Linked DNA regions of Sus scrofa: region 1 is linked to region 2. Evidence: chromatin contacts called from public Hi-C data. All regions are on one chromosome and are shown on one strand. The core of a region is the stretch at or near the end of the contact, and the rest is flanking DNA. Distances in the headings are between cores, read along the strand shown. Region 1 holds the start of PPP1CA (protein phosphatase 1 catalytic subunit alpha). Region 2 holds the start of TMEM134 (transmembrane protein 134).

What was found. A called contact is a pair of places that touch in the nucleus more often than the background predicts.
Region 1: a Hi-C map of subcutaneous adipose tissue shows a contact between it and region 2, with 2.5 times the contacts expected there. The contact joins the promoter of PPP1CA here to the promoter of TMEM134 in region 2. A contact is called at or near these places in 2 of 5 promoter capture datasets (liver and skeletal muscle), 29 of 47 Hi-C or Micro-C datasets (adipose tissue, alveolar macrophages, blood and 13 more) and 2 of 2 datasets of contacts at active chromatin or transcription factors (alveolar macrophages and skeletal muscle).

What each region holds. Positions count from the first base shown.
Region 1 is chr2:5,118,788-5,121,487 of Sscrofa11.1, forward strand. PPP1CA (protein phosphatase 1 catalytic subunit alpha) reads left to right here and starts at 1,415. Exons shown (of 7, transcript NM_001044559.1): 1 at 1,415-1,504; 2 at 2,001-2,132; 3 at 2,264-2,494. The coding sequence starts at 1,450. TBC1D10C (carabin) reads right to left here and starts at 42. Exons shown (of 9, transcript XM_021082761.1): 1 at 1-42.
Region 2 is chr2:5,055,886-5,058,585 of Sscrofa11.1, forward strand. It overlaps TMEM134 (transmembrane protein 134), which reads left to right and starts at 1,368. Exons shown (of 7, transcript XM_021082746.1): 1 at 1,368-1,649; 2 at 2,607-2,671. The coding sequence starts at 1,476.

The DNA of each region.
Region 1 (2,700 bases), core at 165-2,664, 63 kb after region 2:
TAATTTTTTTGTCTTTTTAGGGCCGCACCCTCGGCATATGGAGGTTCCCAGGCTAGGAGTCTAATCGGAGCTCTAGCCCCCAGCCTACGCCATAGCCACAGCAACGCCAGATCTGAGCTGTGTCTGTGACCAACACCACCGCTCACGGCAGCGCCGGATCCTTAACCCACTGAGCAAAGCCAGGGATCAAACCCGCAACCTCATGATTCCTAGTTGGATTCATTTCCGCTGCGCCACAATGGGAACTCTGAGAATTACGGTTTATTGAATGTTTGCTCTTCACGAAATAACATTTTTCACATGCGCACAATGTAGCTTAATTATGCTACTCAAAAGGCAATGATAAAACATAAAAAAAAAAAAAAAAAAACAGGGAGTTCCCCATCGTGGTACAGTGGAAACGAATCGGACTAGGAACCATGGAGTTTCAGGTTTGATCCCTGGCCTCGCTCAGTGGGTTAAGGATCTGGTGTTGCTATGGCTGTGGTGTAGGCTGGCAGCTGTAGCTCTGATTGGACTCCTGGCCTGGGAACCTCCATATGCCGTGGGTGTGGTCCTAAAAAGGACAAAAAGACAATAAATAAATAAATACATAGATAGGAGTTCTTTCTGTGGTGCAGCGGATTAGTGGTATGGCTTGTCTCTGTAGAGGCGCTGGTTCAGCATTGCTGCATCTGTGGCATAGGTCGCAGCTCCAGCCTGGATTCAGTCCCTGGCCCAGGAACTTCCACGTGCAGCTGAGAAAGAAAAAAAAAATTAACCGCTAATTCAGCTTGCATCACAGGCACTGTGGACCAAAATGGGCTTGGAGTTTAGTGACAGGTTTCTAGGTCTGGTCAGTCACCTGGGGGCCACAGAGACTCCGGAGGTAGAGGCCCTTGAATTAGGTCCAGGTCTTGGACCAACCCTTTGCTATCTCTGTGCACTTCAAGGACTTGATCGGCAGTATTTGGGGAGACCCAATGAGTTACCGATGAGCTCACACCAACTTCCCGCCCAGGGCGGAGGTGAGAAGGACTGCGTAGCCCTTAAAAGAGAAAAACAACTTCCACAGCACTTCCTGTCCCATATTCTCTGGAAAGGGGTGGCCAACTTCTCATAGGCAGAACTAGACTCGACCTCGCCCCTCGAAGCCCCGCCCACCAAGAGGCTCCGCCCCAGAGATGGGCGTTCCGTCCGAGTCCCGCCCCGTGACTGAGGCCCCGCCCCCCGGGCCGCTTGGGCCTCTGCGCCCGGCGTCCGGCGGAGGCGCTAGAGCGCTGGGGCAGCGGACGGGGCGGGGCGGGGCGGGGCGACGAGGGGCGGAGCGGGCGGCCGAGGAGGCGGGGCGGCGGGCCGGGGCGGGCCGGGCCGGGCCGGGCGGAAGGAGAGCCAGGCCGGAAGGAGGCAGCGGGAGGGTGGGAGGCAGGAGCGGGCCCGGAGCTGCTGGGCCAGAGCGGCGGCGCCGCCATGTCCGACAGCGAGAAGCTCAACCTGGACTCTATCATCGGGCGCCTGCTGGAAGGTTGGCCGGGGCGGGGGAGGTGGGCGCCCGCCGCGCCCTGGCCCCCTTCCCGGCCCGGAAGTGGCGCGCGGGTGGACCTGCCCCTCCCAGGGCCAGCTTAGACTGGGCGGGGACGGGCCGCGAGGTCCCGTGGCCGTGGCTCTCCCCGCCAAATCGCGGCGCGCCTGGAGGTCTGGGGTTGTTCCCCGCGCTGGAACAGGGCCGGGGCGCATGGGTCGGCCTGGGCTCTTGGGGTGAGGGAGAAACCCGAGAAGCCTAGCCACCCGGGAAGGGGTCCTGCGCTATCAGGCTTTGGGTGGTAGGGCCCCTGCGCACAGCAGTCCCCTCCCAAGTGCCTTGAGGGTAGTTGGGGTCCGGTCCCAGGAGGCTCAGCAGCAACAGCTGCCTCTGGGCAAGGAGGGGCCCAGGCGCCCCAGAAGTGCTCATGAGGGCCTGTGTGTCACCCACCCTCTCCTAGTCTCAGGGACCAGGGTCCTGACGCTCCTTCCACCCTCAGTGCAGGGCTCGCGGCCTGGAAAGAATGTACAGCTGACAGAGAACGAGATCCGTGGTCTGTGCCTCAAATCCCGGGAGATTTTCCTGAGCCAGCCCATCCTTCTGGAGCTGGAGGCACCCCTCAAGATCTGCGGTGAGCCCCCTGCCCAGCCCCTTTGCTTCCTGGAAGTGGTTTTGGCCCCTCTAAAGTCCCTGGATCCCAGCCTTATCCCTGGGTTCAGGTTTAGACTGAACCTAGACCTGACCTGGTTCCCTGGGTCCCAGGTGACATCCACGGCCAGTACTATGACCTTCTGCGGCTGTTCGAGTACGGCGGCTTCCCTCCAGAGAGCAACTACCTGTTCCTGGGGGACTACGTGGACCGGGGCAAGCAGTCTTTGGAGACCATCTGCCTGCTGCTGGCCTATAAGATCAAGTACCCGGAGAACTTCTTCCTGCTCCGTGGGAACCACGAGTGTGCCAGCATCAACCGCATCTATGGCTTCTACGATGAGTGTAAGTGCCATGGGTGTCTGGGGCTGCCCGGGTCCTAAAGGGCTCTCCTGGCCATTCAGAGGGACCCTCGAGTTGGCCTGGCAGCTGGGGTATCAGTGTCTGACAAATACCTGCTAGACTGAGCTCCGTGAAGGCAGGGCCGGGCCAGGCCAGTTCAGGTCTCTCCACCTGCCCTCCTGGCATGGGTCCTGGCACTCAGGAGGGAT
Region 2 (2,700 bases), core at 118-2,617:
GGCAGATCCAGTAATAAGACAGTGTAAAATCAGCTAATTTTGGAGTTCCCGTTGTGGTTCAGTAGGTTAAGAACCCGACTAGTATCCATGAGAATATGGGTTATATCCCTGGCCTGCCTCAGTGGGTTAGGGACCCAGTATTGCTGCAACCTATGGTGTAGGTCACAGATGCAGCTGGATTCAGCGTTGCTGTGGCCGTGGTATAGCCTGGCAGCTGCGGCTCTGATTCCACTCCTAGCCTGGGAACTTCCATATGCCACAGGTACAGCCCTAAAAACAAAAATAAAATAAATTTCTGGTAAGTGCTGTGTGATATGAAGTTGACTTTATTTACTTTTTTGTCTTTTTAGGGTTGTACCCACAGCATGTGGAAGTTCCCAAGCTAGGGGTCAAACTGGAGCTGTAGCTGCCGGCCACAGCCACAGCCACAGCCACACCAGTCCCAGTCACATATGCGAGCTACACCACAGCTCACCAGGTCCTTAACCCACTAAGTGAGGCCAGGGATTGAACCTGAGTCCTCATGGCTACTAGTCCGTTTAACTGCTGAACCACAAAGGGAACTCCGTGAAACTGACTTTATTTTTGCTTTTTAGGGCCACACCCAGGGTATATGGAGGTTCCCAGGCTAGGGGTCGAATCTGAGCTGTAACTGCTAGCCTATGCCACAGTCACAGCCACACCAGATCCAACCTGCGTCTGCAACCTACACCACAGATCACGGCAACACTGGATCCTTAAACCACTGAGCGATGCCAGGGAGCGAACTTCAACCTCATGGTTCCTAGTCGGCTTCCTTTCCTCTGTGCCACAATGGGACCTCCAAGAGTTCAGATACTATTCTAACCACAGTGAAAAACCAAGGGATGGTTTTATGCAGAGGAGTGACTTGGCAGCATGCTTTAAAAAATAAAAAAAAAAAGTTTTATTTAAGACTAACTAAGGATCCATTATGTCTAAAAGAGCACTTTAGCTGCTGCTGCGTGGAAACTATATTGGAGGAGAGTACAAGCTACATCTGTACGGCGGCGAGAATCATCCCCGGAGCAGGGCCATGGTGAGTAAGTGTGGGGGAACCGTTCCTAAGAGTCGCCTTGGCACTCGAGGAGCGAGCTGGGATGCGGAAGGCTGGAGCGTAGCAGCCCATCCAAGCCCCGCGTACAGGCCCAGGATTGCGTCCGAGCCGTATCCTCGGTCGCTCGCCTAGGCGGCCGCTGGGCGGCGCCGCGAGTCCAGCTCGAGTCCAGTCCGGACGAGAGGCAGCCCTGCGCACTAGTCAGCTCGGCGCTCGGCAGCTCTAGCCTGCCGAGGGCGGGGCCGTTATGGAAGGGCGGGGCCTCGGCCAGGGCGCCGGACCGTCGGGCAACCTAGACGACAGCACGGGGCGGGGTCTGCGCGCGGGGGCGGGGCCTGGGCGACGCGGGGCCGGCGGGAGCAGATGGCGACGGCGCTGGGCGCCTGAGCGGGCTGGGGCCATGAGCGCCGCCCGGCCCCAGTTCTGCATCGATGACGCCTTCGAACTGTCCCTGGAGGACGCGGGCCCCGGCCCCGAGTCCGGCGGAGTCGCCCGCTTCGGGCCGCTGCACTTCGAGCGCCGGGCCCGGTTCGAGGTGGCCGAGGAGGACAAGCAGTCCCGCCTGCGCTACCAGGTGAAGGGCCCGGCCCACCTCACCCCACACCTGGGTCTGGGCGGACCCCAGGCCGGCCCCCGGAGAATCCCAACTCGGGAGGATCTGATTAGAGGCCTCAGCCGGAGTGGGAGATCGCCTCCCGGACGTGGCCACTGATCCAGATCCCTGCCCAAACTTTCGTAGCTATGATTTCAGTGCCCGGCCACCACTGGAGAGCCCAGAACTCAGATTCGGGAGCTGATACCCCACCCCGAGCTAGAGATCCCATCCTGGATGCCCCACCGATCCTGGGTACTGACGCTCCCTCCCCTTACCCTACAGGACTGGAAGCTCTTCTGTACCAGAACCAAACCTTGTCTATACTCAGGAGCAGTCCCCTGAGCCCCAGGCCAGATAATCTAGGGAGCCAGCACCCCCTCTTCTGTTCTGAAAGTCCCCGTGCCTTCCTCTCCTCCAGAGCCGAGGCCCCCACTCACATGATGAGTCCTGGCGGATGCCTTGCCTCCCGCTAAACTGGAAATGCCCGTTTTCCCAGAGACTCTCCACCAGCTCTAGAATGCTTTTCTTGGAAACCTGGACCAGATTGCTGTGCCACAAATCTGGAAACTTTTGGCTTGTCCTGCCCTGGCACCCCACATCCAGAGCAGCCATACTGCACCCCTGAAATACCATCCTGACATCTCCACCGTGACTCACAAGCTTGGGAGATCACTGGGCCCTGGGACCCATGCTGGGAGCCCTCCACCAGCCCCTGCGGGCTCCTCCCTGCCAAACCCCCAGCACCCACCTGCTACCAGGGTTTCAGTTTCTGTGAATCATCAAACCCGTTGTTCTTCTCTGGGGAGGGCAGGGCGGAGGGAGTAGCTGTCAAGCGGCCAGGCAAACAGCTGTGTGGGCTGGCTTCCTTCTTCACCAGAGGGGTGTGAGGAAAGGCCTGAACCTCGTAACCCCACTGGGCCCTGTGTTCTGAAATAGAACCTGGAGAACGATGAGGATGGAGCCCAAGCCTCTCCGGAGCCGGATGGGGGAGTCAGCACCAGGTCAGGGCCAGGTGGGGACCCACCCCGAA